Linked DNA regions of Mus musculus: all the other regions are linked to region 4. The links are chromatin contacts, called in public Hi-C, HiChIP or PLAC-seq and promoter capture Hi-C maps. All regions are on one chromosome and are shown on one strand. The core of a region is the stretch at or near the end of the contact, and the rest is flanking DNA. Distances in the headings are between cores, read along the strand shown.

Evidence for each region. Promoter capture Hi-C pulls out the DNA fragments that hold promoters and counts their contacts. Hi-C and Micro-C count contacts between places; a contact is called where the count stands out from the background. HiChIP or PLAC-seq counts read pairs in DNA pulled down with a chosen protein or histone mark.
Region 1: a Hi-C map of B cells shows a contact between it and region 4, with 7 read pairs. The contact joins the promoter of Vars2 here to the promoter of Pbx2 in region 4. A contact is called at or near these places in 2 of 39 promoter capture datasets (liver and pre-B cells), 1 of 484 Hi-C or Micro-C datasets (B cells) and 1 of 115 datasets of contacts at active chromatin or transcription factors (pancreatic cancer cells).
Region 2: a promoter capture Hi-C map of erythroid cells shows a contact between it and region 4, with 5 times the contacts expected there. The contact joins the promoter of Atat1 here to the promoter of Pbx2 in region 4. A contact is called at or near these places in 2 of 39 promoter capture datasets (erythroid cells and hippocampal neurons), 1 of 115 datasets of contacts at active chromatin or transcription factors (pancreatic cancer cells) and 1 of 9 other capture datasets (adipose tissue).
Region 3: a contact with region 4 is called in an H3K27ac HiChIP or PLAC-seq map of microglia, with 5 times the contacts expected there. The contact joins the promoter of Zfp952 here to the promoter of Pbx2 in region 4. A contact is called at or near these places in 1 of 39 promoter capture datasets (pre-B cells) and 1 of 115 datasets of contacts at active chromatin or transcription factors (microglia).

What each region holds. Positions count from the first base shown.
Region 1 is chr17:35,666,313-35,669,462 of GRCm38.p6, reverse strand. It overlaps Vars2 (valyl-tRNA synthetase 2, mitochondrial), which reads left to right and starts at 1,871. Exons shown (of 29, transcript NM_175137.4): 1 at 1,871-2,390; 2 at 2,538-2,619; 3 at 2,708-2,808. The coding sequence starts at 2,190. Gtf2h4 (general transcription factor II H, polypeptide 4) reads left to right here. Exons shown (of 14, transcript NM_010364.4): 11 at 24-154; 12 at 806-853; 13 at 957-1,035; 14 at 1,461-1,735. The coding sequence ends at 1,633.
Region 2 is chr17:35,908,312-35,911,954 of GRCm38.p6, reverse strand. Atat1 (alpha tubulin acetyltransferase 1) reads left to right here and starts at 1,887. Exons shown (of 13, transcript NM_001142744.1): 1 at 1,887-2,026; 2 at 2,464-2,524; 3 at 2,605-2,696; 4 at 2,807-2,867; 5 at 2,989-3,102; 6 at 3,291-3,392. The coding sequence starts at 1,920. Mrps18b (mitochondrial ribosomal protein S18B) reads left to right here. Exons shown (of 7, transcript NM_025878.2): 6 at 477-536; 7 at 999-1,575. The coding sequence ends at 1,288. Gm16279 (predicted gene 16279) reads right to left here and starts at 2,220. Exons shown (of 2, transcript NR_167681.1): 1 at 1,862-2,220; 2 at 1,435-1,752.
Region 3 is chr17:32,991,543-32,994,664 of GRCm38.p6, reverse strand. It overlaps Zfp952 (zinc finger protein 952), which reads right to left and starts at 1,526. Exons shown (of 4, transcript NM_001045559.1): 1 at 1,407-1,526. The coding sequence starts at 1,427.
Region 4 is chr17:34,590,576-34,594,216 of GRCm38.p6, reverse strand. Pbx2 (pre B cell leukemia homeobox 2) reads right to left here and starts at 1,958. Exons shown (of 9, transcript NM_017463.3): 1 at 1,443-1,958; 2 at 572-645; 3 at 103-350. The coding sequence starts at 1,663. Gpsm3 (G-protein signalling modulator 3 (AGS3-like, C. elegans)) reads right to left here. Exons shown (of 4, transcript NM_134116.5): 3 at 3,276-3,475; 4 at 2,463-3,047. The coding sequence ends at 2,910.

The sequences.
Region 1 (3,150 bases), core at 622-3,121, 1.1 Mb before region 4:
CTCCTCCTCTATCCCTGGGGCAGAGTCGGAACTGCAGATCGCTCTCATTGCCCTTTTCTCCGAAATGCTCTATCGATTCCCCAACATGGTGGTGGCACAAGTGACCCGGGAGAGTGTGCAGCAGGCCATTGCTAGTGGCATCACAGCTCAGCAGGTATCCCTACTTGGAGTAGAGGTCGGGAGAGGGGCTGTGCTCATCCTGGGGGCCAAGGTATTCCTGTCACAGCCTCAGGTCTGTCAGGGGAGGTGGCGAGTCACCGGGGTAACCTGGAAGGTCATGGAGTGAGACGGTCTAGCTCTGAATCTGTCTCACTCCACAGTTCACGGCTGCCTTGTCTTTGCGAGCCTTACTCTGCTCCCAGTAAACAGCAGTCCAGGGGTGCTGGAAGACTAGATGTTAAGATGCTTAGCTTAGAGCCTGCTGAGATATGGTTGCTACTGCCATCTTAAAGAAAGAAAAACAAGGCAAGACTATGGAGAGAACAGATGCATCATAGAGGGACTCGCAGGAGGTGCACCTGAAAGTAACAGTAGAACAGGCCTGGGTCTTGTCAGGCTTGTGGCTAGGAGAACAGAGATGCTGTTTCAGTGACATTAGCTCAGATGACTTTCTACATTCTTCTTTTTTAAAGTTTTATTATACATAAGTACGCACCAGAAGAGAGCGTCAGATCTCATTACAGTGGTTGTGAACCACCATGTGGTTGCTGGGATTTGAACTCGGGATCTTCTGAAGAGCTGTCAGTGCTCTTACCCACTGAGCCATCTCGCCAGCCCGATTTTCTACATTCTTGTGTTTTCCTAGATAATCCATTTCCTAAGGACAAGGGCACATCCAGTGATGCTCAAACAGGTATGACTGGGTACCAAGACTCAGGGGGGCTGGCAGCCTGGGCACCTAGCCGCGAGAGGATGGATGAGAAGCCAGGTCCTATAGCCTCACCCTTGTCCTGCAGAATCCTGTGCTGCCCCCCACCATAACAGACCAGATTCGGCTGTGGGAGCTGGAAAGGGACAGACTCCGGTTCACTGAAGGTGAGTGGCTTCCGCTGACCTAATCTCAATCATTGGCTAAAGAGGTAAGGCCAGCAATTTCACGCAAAAGTTTTGTGCATTTCGTATTTGTTTCTCAAAAGGGAAGGAGAGGAAGACTGATCTTTTATTTTGGTATATTAGTAGCAGGAAATATGTCCCAAATCAGTGCAGTTTGAATTAAGCTAGGTGAGGGGATAAGAGGCAGGGTAATTCAGTCTTCTCTTTAGGTGGGTTTGCGTGGCTTTTCTTGTGGATTCTGCTGTCTTTTCGAGTGTCTGGATGCCACAGGTGTTAAAGTTGAACAGTCGACTATCCGTAGAGAATTAGTCCTAAGAACTGTGGCCTGCAGCCCCTGCCTGCATGCTGCTTGGAGGGGCAGAGACCACTGCAGCCCCTCACCTCCTGCCTGTCCCACCCGACCCCAGGCGTCCTGTATAACCAGTTCCTGTCGCAAGTGGACTTTGAACTGCTGCTGGCCCACGCGCGGGAGCTGGGCGTGCTTGTGTTCGAGAACTCGGCCAAGCGGCTGATGGTGGTGACGCCGGCAGGGCACAGCGACGTCAAGCGCTTCTGGAAGCGGCAGAAGCACAGCTCCTGAGCCGGCCAGGTCCAGCCCCGGGCGGGCAGCTTTCCAACTCAGATGTATTTTGTTTACACACCGGGATATTTCTTGTTTAATAAAATTATGGAAAAAAATCTACGCGGCTTCAGACGTCTGCCGGCGTTTCCCTACCCAACGCAGTGATACCCGCTTCTAGCCAGAAAGCCGGAGGAGCGAGAGTCTTTTACGCATGCGCCTGCGTGTCCCCGCCCACGCATGCGCGCGCACCTCGCCATGCACCTATCGGCTCTGAGTTCGCCGGGACGTTCGAGTTAGAGGCGCATGGCCGAGGTTGCGGGGGTGGGGGTGGTCCCAGGCTTCCGAACCCCAACCTTCGTGTCCGCGTCAGTGCCCGGTGACGGGCAGAGCTCCCGCCTTCTCTGGACGCCCTGGTTTCAGTGATTCCAGAGTGCTGTCCACACCGTGCGCTCCGCCCCTAGGCGGAAGGACGTAGAGTGAGAGAGGGTCCTGCGGATGGGAGTGAAGGGTTGCGACCTCCTGCATCCCATGGCCTCGTAGTGAGCAGACCTCCATCCCTTCCCAAACACTCCCGATGCCTCATTTGCCTCTGGCCTCTTTCCGGCCACCGCTCTGGGGGCTGAGGCCCTCATGGGGTCTTTCCAGGCCCCAGGCACTTTGTACACAGCCGGAGCCCCACGGCTCCCCTGTCTCTCGGAGGAACCGTGAAGCCAAACAGAAGCGCCTGCGCGAGAAACAGGCGGCCCTGGAGGCTGGGCTAGCTGAGAAGAGCAAGGTCAGGGGTCAGTCCTTGGGTCTCCCAAGACTTGGGAAGGGGCTGAAAGAGACTGGCGCAGGGATCCAGATGACTGTGGTGTATTGGGGATTGCAGCCTCCACCCCCACTCCGCAACACACACACACACCCTGTTTCCTCCCTGCAGATACCTGCAGTGCCCACTAAGGCCTGGAGTCACAAGGAGGTAGTATTGTATGAAATCCCCACCGGGCCAGGTGAAAAGAAAGGTAAAGTGTAGGGTGTGTTTTGCGATGTTGTTGCTCTTTGGTCTGCTAACATGCAGTTCAGTAGTGGATCTCTGTTCTGCTTCCACAGATGTTTCTGGGCCCCTGCCTCCTGCTTACAGTCCCCAGTATGTTGAAGCGGCCTGGTACCAGTGGTGGGTGCGAGAGGGCTTCTTCAAACCAGAGTATCAGGTCAGTGCGCGGCAGAGGGCTTCTATGAGGTCCTTAAGACAGAGTGAGTGGCCCTTGAACTTGGTGGGCACAGGCTAACTTCACAGTTGATGTTTATTTCTTTCGGCCCCTGGTTTTCTTTTTGCCTCCCCCGTGTTGGATTTCAATAATAATAATAATAATAATAATAATAATAATAAATTTGAGACACTGTTTCTCCACGTAGTCCTGGCCGTCCTGGAACTCTGTAGACGAGGCTGGCCTCAAACTCAGAGATCTGCCTTCCTCTGCCTTTTCACACGTGTGCCACTACACCTGGCCTTCTTGAAGTTCTTTTTGCCCCAAGGCACCAGAGGGTGCTGT
Region 2 (3,643 bases), core at 638-3,137, 1.3 Mb before region 4:
TTTGTGTGTATGTGTGTGTGACAGGGTTTCTCTGTACAGCCCTGGCTGTCCTGGAACTCACTCTGTAGACCAGGCTGGCCTCGAACTCAGAAATCCGCCTGCCTCTGCCTCCTGAGTGCTGGGATTAAAGGCGTGTGCCACCATGCCCGGCGATATGTCCCTTTTGTCAGAGTTTTTTTGTTGTCAGCCTACAGAGTGGAGCTGGGAATAATTGCTACTCTGTCACATTCCCTAATTTGAAATCACTTCTTATAAGATCTTTTTCTGTGGATTTTCCAAGTCAGCCTTAACCACATTTGTCATTGAGTCATCTTCTGGCCCATCTGTAGGCTCTGTCATTCCATGACATCTCTGTAGTGGCTGGACATCCAGGCAGATACAGGTCAGGGCCCTGGGGCATTAAATGGTCAGCTGTCTCTGTGTAGAAGACTTGCTGCTGTGTGGGACGCTGTCCAGGTTGACGTTTCTCTCCGTAGGGGTCTGTATGAAGCAGCACAAGAAGCTGACCCAGGCCATCCAGAAAGCCAGGGAGTGTGGTAAGTGAGAGCAAGGGGCAAGGGTTTCTGAGGTGCTTACGTGCTCCCATGTCTATGAGAAAGTACTCAGCAGACTCCTAGTTTTTCCACGTTGGGTGAGTTGCTGGACTCGGAAGTAACAGCTGTAGGTTCCAGGCTACTAAGAGTACATATTGAGATGATCTTTCAGGAAACACAAGGAAGGAACATTCCTTCTTCAGACTACTCTGTCTCCTGAATCTTGACAGTCTTGTGTTTCTTGGTTCTGACCTGGCTTATACAGCACCTTTGCACGGATGAGTGAGGAGGGAGAGCCCATGCAGTGCCCTGCCTGTTCTCTGTCTCCTTGGCAGGGTGTGCTGTGTATGCGCTGCTGGAATGTGCTTGGTGGTTATGACTGGTCCCTCGACTTGTAGTGCCTTTTTCTTGTCTTGAGTCTGACCTGCCCTTCCTCATCCACCATTATTTCCTTTAACCCCGTAGGTCTTCTCAGTTACTACGTCCCCCAGGTTGAGCCCCGGGATGCTGACTTTGGTACTGTGCATGGAGCTGTCAGTGTGACTCCACCAGCCCCCACACTGTTGTCAGGTGAACCTTGGTACCCATGGTACAGCTGGCAACAGCCACCAGAGAGAGAGCTGTCTCGCCTTCGCCGACTCTATCAAGGAAATCTCCTAGAAGAAAGTGGCCCGCCACCTGAGTCGATGCCAGAGATGCCCACTACACCACCAGCAGAATCCTCCATTGAGCAGCCAGGCTCCCAGAGTGCTTAGAACTTGTGACCTGGGGAAGTCAGACCAAGGGAGTACTGTCTAGGGCTACGTGGTATCCTGTGTCCTGCAAAGGGTTCTGTTTTGTGACAGTGGCAGACCCTATAGGGAACTGGCTGGCATGAAGAGAACAAAGCACATTTGACGTTGAGGGGGACTAGATGTTTATGGGTAACTGGTGAGGACTTACATATAAACTGGAGACTCTTGTGTATGCCCTTGATGGTGTGTCCCTGATTTAAACCTCCTGGCTCAGCTTTTATACAATAAAGCTGTGTCTCTTCACCCGTTCTTGACTCCCTTTGGGCTGTCTGTTCAAAACGTGGGTGTGAAGTCTATGAGGTGGGGTGGGAGTGTGGTCTACCCGCAACTCCAAGGGGTGTGAGACTGGTTCTTCTGAAGGTTCCCTCAGCTGTTCACTGGGAGGGCAGGATACTTGGTTGCCCTGGCATCTCAGGGGCACAGACCTACAAAAGGAGAACTGTTGCTAGAGAAAAATGGGGTTTCCCAGGCACTGTGAAACCATGGTGGGGGCGGGGCGAGCCCTCGGGGCGGGTCCTAGAGATAAAGACTTACCGGCCCTCTTAGCGGAAGTGACGTTGTGTGGGGCGTGTCTGGTCCCGCACAATGGGCCATGGAGTTCCCGTTCGATGTGGATGCGCTGTTCCCGGAGCGGATCACCGTGCTGGACCAGCACCTGCGGCCTCCGGCCCGCCGACCCGGAACCACAACGCCGGCCCGGTGACATTTCAAACCCGACCCATGGCCCTTCTGTCCCGGTTCCTCTCCAAACCTGATCCAGGAACCACGCCCCCTTCTCACTGACTACTGGCCATTTCTCCTGCGGTCTTACTTGTGTTTTGGTGACCTTTGACCCTGGATCTAGCCGGGTTAATAGACCTACATCTGTAACCTTTCACCATCTGGCCTAATGTGGCCTCAACAAGAGGCTATAGTTGACCCGCCCTTCCTACCGCGTCACAGTAACCTTAACACGGGAGCTGTGAAACCAAAGCTTGGGATCTGGAGGGGTGAGGTGAGGTGGGAGGTGAGGAAGAGTTCCAAGCAAAGTCAGAGACCCTGTGGAGGAGCCTGGGTGGGAGCCAAGCAGGCTGCCAGGAATGACTTACACGATGCTGTAACCTAGCGAGTGTCTGACCGGGCCCCTCTCTCTGTAGTGTGGATCTGCAGCAGCAAATCATGACTATTGTAGATGAGCTGGGCAAGGCTTCTGCCAAGGTACGGGGCGCCTCTAGGAGGAGGAAAGGGAGATGGGTGGCAGATAAGGAGCCAAACAAAGTAGATCTTCATCTCTGCAGGCGCAGCACCTCCCTGCACCCATCACCAGCGCTTTGAGGATGCAAAGCAACCGGCACGTTATTTACATACTGAAGGACACCTCAGCCCGACCGTGAGTCTTACTGTCATTATTCCCTGTGAATCAAACTCTTCTTACCTCCCTTTTACAATCTCTCCCAGACAGTTGCTCCTGCCTGGTTCATTATTTCCCCCATCCCACAGGGCAGGGAAAGGAGCCATTATTGGTTTCCTCAAAGTTGGATACAAGAAGCTCTTTGTACTGGTGAGTGTCACTGCAAACTAGCCATTTGTAAGCACTGGTGTCAGAGAAGAAATGGGGGCGGGGTGGGAGACAATGAAGAAGATGCATGGCTCCTAATGAGTATGTGTTCTTGACCTCTTAGGATGACCGGGAGGCTCACAATGAGGTAGAACCCCTTTGCATTCTGGACTTTTACATCCACGAGTCGGTGCAACGGCATGGCCACGGGCGAGAACTTTTTCAGCATATGTTACAGGTACCCAACAACCTTTACCGATTAGTCAGAATAGATCTAAAAGGCTCTTCACCCCGAAGCTCTAGGAGGCCCTGCTCCATGGCCCACAGTTGGTCCCCTTTTCTCTGTATTCCCTTACCAGGCTCCCAGTATCCTGCTAGCATGCTCCTCCTACAACCCCTGCCCCCAAGTTTTCCGTTTTCCTGCAGAAAGAGCGAGTGGAGCCCCACCAACTGGCCATTGACCGACCATCGCCGAAGCTGCTCAAGTTCCTGAATAAGCACTACAACCTGGAGACCACAGTCCCACAGGTTAGAGGCTCTGCACCAACCCTGGAGACGCCTGGCTAAGTTCTACCTCGGGTTGTTTCCATGTTGTTTTAGACTTACCTCATTTTCGTGTGTTTGAATGCTTTGCTCACATGTATATACATGCACCATGTTCATGCCTGTACACACAAGTTAGAAGGGGGTGTCAGAACGTGGGAACTGGAGTTACAGATGTTTATGAGCCACCATGTGGGGGCTGGGGGATTTGAATCTTAGTCCTCAAGAGCAACCAA
Region 3 (3,122 bases), core at 277-2,776, 1.6 Mb after region 4:
CCGGTGTCTCTCTGCCACGTGCAAGAAGTTTCAGAGCTTTAGTCCATTGTTAGAGTGGGCAGCATGGTGGCACGCAGGCAGACACAGTGCTGGAGAGGTAGCTGAGAACTCTACATGCAGATACACAGGCAGCAGGAAAAGTCAAAAACAGTTTCAACCATTTCAAGGAAAAAAATAAATGGTGCCTTTGTGTCAGGCTGATCATCCCCGACTTTCTTGATGGTCAGAGATTACTATCTACATAGAACAAGTAGTTGAAGGCAAAAACACCAAAGATTTAATATTTCTTCCAAGAACTGTATTCCAATTAAAGACTAATTGACGAACTCTCCTAATTCTTTCTGTTCGGAGAAACCCACCAAGGAAAACCAAATTACAGCTACATGAATCCCTTCCCTCAGGCTTTCCCCCCATTTTTCCATATTTCCACTTTTAACTATTTTGACCAGCATTATTATTCAAAAGAGAGCTCAAAAGCGAGGTTGAAATAGATTTCCAATGGAGAAAAATGCCCTCTACACAACAAGGAGCCTTTGCCTAACATAAATAAAGCCTCGGGTTCAACTGGCCCTACTGTAAGGAGACAGTTGTCTGAATCCACGCATCTCAAGGACAGCTTCACTATCCTGCTGACAGAAACAAACTGAGTCCGTGTTCCCAGGCCCAGGAACCAGCTCCTTTGCCCCTCATCATTTTGAGTTACTCACCAAATGTCCAGGATGAGGCCTGACCACCAAGATTCTGAGAAAAAAGCCTTGAAACCAGGTGGCCCAGGGGAGGCTTCATCACCAATGATTCCTTTACCCCTTTCCTGTGACAAGCCGCAGGAGTCATCAAAATCACATTGGCGACTCCCTTGCCCAACCCCTTATGTCAAAATACGGCTGGACAACGCTACAGCCCACTCACTCCACTCCCCTTTGCTCTGAGGTCTCATCCGAAATATGCTGTGCAATTTTCCTTCCGGGACGGGGTCTATGCTATTGTCCCTGACCGGTCAGGTTTTTCTGCTTAATTAAAATAAAGATCTTGCTTTGCTGGACTCTTGTGCCTGCTTGTGTTTTGTTTTGGGGGGACCCCCAACAGCTGAAAAAAATAAAGAAAACGAAAGAAAAACACACCGTGATCACGGAGGAAAACTACAGCAGGGCAAACGAAAGTGCAAGGGCAGAAAGACCCGCAACAGCGCTCACACACCCTCTGTCGTTCAAAACGCAGTTTGCGTTCAGCATCACCAATCTACCAGCGCTGCAAATTCTGCAGAGGTGTAAGTTCGAGGCATGGACCCACACTGAAAGGACTGGCATGAAACCCGTTTCGTAGTGAAGGGACAGAACTGGACCCTGGTCTCCTGGCAGTGTCACAGATCTGCCATCCTCGAAGCCAGGAGCCCGTGACACACTCACCATTCTCTGCTTTTGATGCATACTGTGTCCTCTCCAAGGAGCCTGAAATTAGAAGAAGTGACAGTAACCGAAGAAGAGTTGACACGACTCTTCCCGCAGCTGCACCGGCTTCAAGATGGTAGCAAGTGAGGAACCCTTCGATTATCTGCGCTTCTTATTGGACAGGGGAATAACAGCGCCGTTGATTGGTGAATAACTCCCCCTGCCTCCTACGAGCTTAATTAAAAAGAAATCAGCCTTTCTGAGTACCGCTGCAGCTAAAATCACAGTTGTCACTCATGACCCTTTTAGCTTGCTCTTCACTAGAACAAACCTGGCGCAACCTGAAGTTTTGTGGCATTTAAGGAAACATTCAGCAGGATTCTTAGTGCATGCGTTTTCCAACTACACACCCTATCCCCTAAAGAACTAATGCTACAGCTTTACAGTGGAGCCTCTAGTGTCAGTACCCCAAGGAGAAAACCCAAGACTTTTCCTTAGGAAGAGTCCCTATGTCAATCTGGGGGCATAGGGAAAAAAAGAGGACCTGACATGCAAGCTCAAGATTTGGGGAGGTTAAGCTAAAGCTTTCGCAAACCTTGTGTTTCAATATACCCGTTTTCTGCCAAGAAAATTAAAACATATCAACAATGAATTCAACTATAAATTGTCTGGAGAAAAATGGAATTGCACACCCGAAGTTTTCTACAAAGGATTCAACAGGTCTGAAAAGCAGCCTTTGGACGTCAGCCAAAAAGGTTTCTTTGCCCAAGGAAATCCTCTATATTCAGGAATGTAAAATGGTCTCAGCCTCCCAGATCAACACTGATTTTGGACCAAGAGCTTCACAGTGGATCTGTTAGGTTCGGGGAGAAGCCAAGAAAATTGATTTCAAAGACAGCAGCTTAAAATGAAAGTTTTATTCTCTGAGTACACAGAGAGGTAGCCAGCTCGGGATCTCTACTGCATACCTGAAGGGAAATAGTATAGCATATTAAAGGATGAAACCACAAGTTCAGGGGGAAGCCGGGTGGGCTGTAGCATTGTCCACTCATATTTTTTTTTAAAGATTTATTTATTACATGTAAGTACATTGTAGCTGTCTTCAGACATTCCAGAAGAGGGCGCCAGATCTCCTTACGGATGGTTGTGAGCCACCATGCGGTTGCTGGGAATTGAACTCAGGATCTTCAGAAGAGCAGTCAGTGCTCTTAACCGCTGAGCCATCTCTCCAGCCCGTCCACTCATATTTTGACACAATGGGTTGAACAAAGGAGTTTCCATTGTGGCTCTGCCCCTGACTGGGAGCAGTCAGTCAGGAAGGTGATGCACATTGGCGACTGGGCCTTATCTGGGGCCACCCAGTTTCAATGTCCTTGAAATCCTGGACATTTGGCCTGTAACTCAAAATGATAAGGGTGCAAAGGGGTGGGCAAGCTGCATGTAATCAGTTAGGTCATGACAGGCAATCAGTGTATAGATTTATGGCGTGTGTACCTTAGTTTCCTTAACAGGCAACTTCTTTTTTTTTTTTTTTTTTTATATATTCTTTACTGGTTATCAGACAAGCAAGAAGCATGTGAAACAACAGAATCAGAGTTGGTTCCTGGGCCTGGGAACATGAACTCAGTTTGACCCAACCAGTAAGATGGAGAAGTTGTCCTTAAGACTACTGGACTCAGACAACTGTCTCCTTACAGGTCATAATGAGCCAGAGACACCGAACATTCACTCTGG
Region 4 (3,641 bases), core at 709-3,208:
TGAGGAGGCCCTGTGGCTTGGGGCTTCTAGAGTCAGAGGTCGGGGGGGGGGGGTCCTTTTTACTCTCTGGTCCACCTCACCGGCTCGCTTGCCTCTCCTCACCTGCTCATACTTCTCCAGCTCTGAGTGGTAGATGTGGCGGATCTGGGCAAGCTTGCTGCGATAGTCTGAGTGTTCGATGGAGTTGTCCGGGGATACGCCACCACCGGAGGCTGCGGCAGCTGCAGCAGCTGCTGCGGAGCCGCCCCCTTTCTCGGGTCCAGCCACACCTTCTGCCAGAAGCATGTTGTCCAGGCGCATCAGCTGTGGGTCCACGGGCTCCTCCTCTTGGGAGCTCCGAATGCTAAGGCCTAGCAGGCAGGCAAACAGACTTAAGGAACCCCTCACCCCCCACCCCCATCCCCGGTCAAAGCTCCATCCTCGGTCCCAGGGCTCCAGGGCTTCCCTTCCCCACTTCCTTTCATGCAACCTCCGTGGCTCTCAATTTCCTCAAGGCTTCAAGTTGTCAAACTCTAAGCCCTAAGGCAGAGTCTTGCTCCCAGAAGTGAGCATCAGAGGGGCACCTACGTACCAGTTTTCTCCTTGATTTCACACAGGACACTAAACAGGGCAGGTTTCATTCGGTGACAGTTTAGGGCATGTTTCCTTAGGAGGAACGGGAGGAGAGAAAGGGTTCAGGCAGGAGAAAGACGAGAGGGGTGCCAGGGTGCAAGGTGGGGGCATAATCTGCGAGGGGGTTAAGTGGGAATCGGGGTAGAGTGGAGTCCGAGGGATAGTTGAGATCAGCTGCCATAGCTTCGGGAAGCGGCAGGGTCACAGGAAGCAGAAGATGCAGGCAGTGGGGCTAAAGTCACTATGGGCGGGCTGAGGCTAAGAGGGATGGTTCAAGCAAAAAGATGGAGCAAGGATCTAGAGATGACTGAAGAAATAAAGGTGACTAGGTAGGTTGTGGAGTAGAGAACCGGAGGCTGTCAGTGTGAGGCGGTAGGGGGCCTGAGAAAGGTGGGGGGGGGGGTGCCCTGCTACCTGGGAGTTCAGTACAGAATGTGTGGGCTGAGCAGGGGGAAGGCTGTTGAGGACTCTTGGAGGCCCCGACCTCCGTGGAAGGGAATGTGTGGAGATCCTGGATCCGTACGCGGAGAATGGGGTGGGCTAGCCGGATAGTTAGGGAAGACAGCTTTGGCTGAGAACAGTTTCTAAGTCTGGGAGCCAAGAGATGGGCCAGAGTTGACTGTAGGGGTCAGCAAAAGGTTAGGAGGGAGTGAGACCACCTGGGGTTCGCTCTGTGGAGGAGGCTTTAGGGCCTAGGGGCAAAGCAAGCTTTGAGAGAACACTAGAACTAAGGAAAGAAAAGAGTTGCAAGATCCAGAGAGGGCCCTGGGGGAGGGGGGCTTGCAGAGGACTCAGAGCTGTGAGCGGGGTCCCGGGGTGGGGGCACTCACTTGGCCTGGGCCTCGTCCAGGCTCTGGTCCGTGATGGTCATTATCTGTTGCAGAATGTCCCCGATGTCTTGCTTCCCTCGGCCTCCCGGGACCCCCCCACTTCCCCCACCGGGGTCTCCGCCACCGGGAGGCTCGCCAGGGCCCCCGGGCTCCGCACCTACCAGCCCCAGACCCCCACGGCCCCCGCCCGGAGGAGGCGGCCCCAGCAGCCGCTCGTCCATAGCTGGGGGGGGGCCTGAGGCCCCCTCCCTGCTCGCCCCTCCCCCCGCCGGGTGACTTCCCCCCCAAACTCGCTGGGGCCGCTGCTCCCTCCGCCCCAACCCCGCCCGGCAACCCGCCTCCCGGCTCCCCTCGGGGGTTCACCCCGGCACTGAAGGGGAGACCCGGGGTGCCGCCTGGGCACCCCCACAGGAGACCCCGGCCCCCGGCGGCGGAGAAAATGGAGCCGGAGAGAGAGAGAGAGAGAGAGGAGGCCCAAGCGGGGGTGTGTGTGCGAGAGGAGGGAGGAGGGAGAAGGGGGAACGAGGGAGGCGGCTGGGGGAGGGGAGCGGGAGGAAGAGGAGGGGAGGAGAGGAGGAACGGGGAGGAGCCGGGGGCGGGGAGACGCAGGCCAGGCGGCGGCGGCGGCGGCGGGTGGAGGCGGGGAGCGGCCGGGCGGCCGGGGAGAGACTGGGTTGGCCTCGGCGCTGGCCGAAAGGGCGCTGGGGTGGGTGTCTCGGCCACCTGGGTTCCGAGGCCATGGTCGGGTGGTGCGGACTCCGGCCTCTGGAATGTTCTCCGACAGCTCGGTTCATATTTCTTGTTCTAATGACTCCCCTCCTTGTTCGACTTAATTAAAACCGGGAGACTGGGGGCTGGGGGAGATGATTAGGGAGGTCTCCAGCCGCTGCTTAATGAGCCAGTAATTAACCAGCCAGGGAGGGGAGCTGGCCTCTGGCCAGATCGCTGAGAGCGGCTGCCCCAGGCCTCACCTACCCACCTTGCACCCCCCCACACACACCCCCAGATACCAGTCTTCAGTCCAGAGGGGAATTATGTTTATTCATACAACCAAAACATCAGACAGACTCAGCAGCAGGGTGGGGGCGGGGTAAGAGTCGCTTCACCGCCTCTGGGCCCCTCTGCCTTGGGGCCTGAGACTGCTAGTGCTGGACAATTGTCTTACTCTTCCCTTTTTTTCTCACTAGGCAGGGGCAGGCCGCAGCCCTCACACCCTGTTTAGTAGCTTGACAGCTCAGGATAGAGACTCTTTAACTGTCCTCGGGAGTTGTGTCCACCCTACCTTGCTTATCTTCATGGTTAGAGTACTTGTCCCAAGTCCAGTCCCCAGGGAAAGTGGGTGGTAAATACAGCAATTTTAGCCGGGTCTTCCATCTCTGGTTACCCCTGCCAAACAGGGTTGAAGACCTTCGGGGAGTGTCCCAGCTTTGAGTCCCAGAGAGAAGGGACTGGTGAGGAGCTCCGGTCTCAGCAGGTGTGTGTAGGAGGCCGGGATCTCTGCTCCTCCATTCGACCTCCACCCTGAACTCTCAGCAGCAACTCCAGAAGCTCCTGCCCCCCGGGGGGAAGGGGCGGGTCAGACCGTTGGGCTTCAATCCGCTGGCACTAGAAACGTGGAGGGAGAAAAGGGCATTGGTAGCCCATAATGGTTTTGGGTAAGAGAGGCCAGGGTTGGTGTGGGGCAGATAGGAAATCTGTGATGGGGATGGGGAGACTAGAGGCTTACCAAAGGACATATGCTTAGGGACAAAGAAGTTAGGGCTCAGGCAGAAGGCCAGCTAGGAGACCTGGGTCTTGTCTCCATGGATGCATGTGGGGTGGGATGTGCCTTACCTGGTGACTAAGGATGGTGCTGTAGAGCTGTTCTTTGTCTTCAAGAAGCCGGGGTGGGGCTGGGGCTAGGTTTGGTGGGGCCTCGGGGGTGTGGAAGGTGGCCCTCTGTTCCTCTAGGCGGCGGGACTGGGCTTCGGCCACTAGGTCCAGAAGGAGCTCAGTCTGCAGGGAGAGCAGGGAGCCAGAACGGGGCCCTAGGGCTATGGGAGAGGAAGGAGGAGGATTCAGACCCAGAGGCTATGGCAGAATGGGAGTAGCAAGCGGTGGGGACAGGTGAGCTGGTGGACGAGCTAGGGACCAACAGGTGTGATGGTTAGTGGACCTACACTGGGGTAGCCTGGGTGATAGGGTCAAGATCTTCCAGGG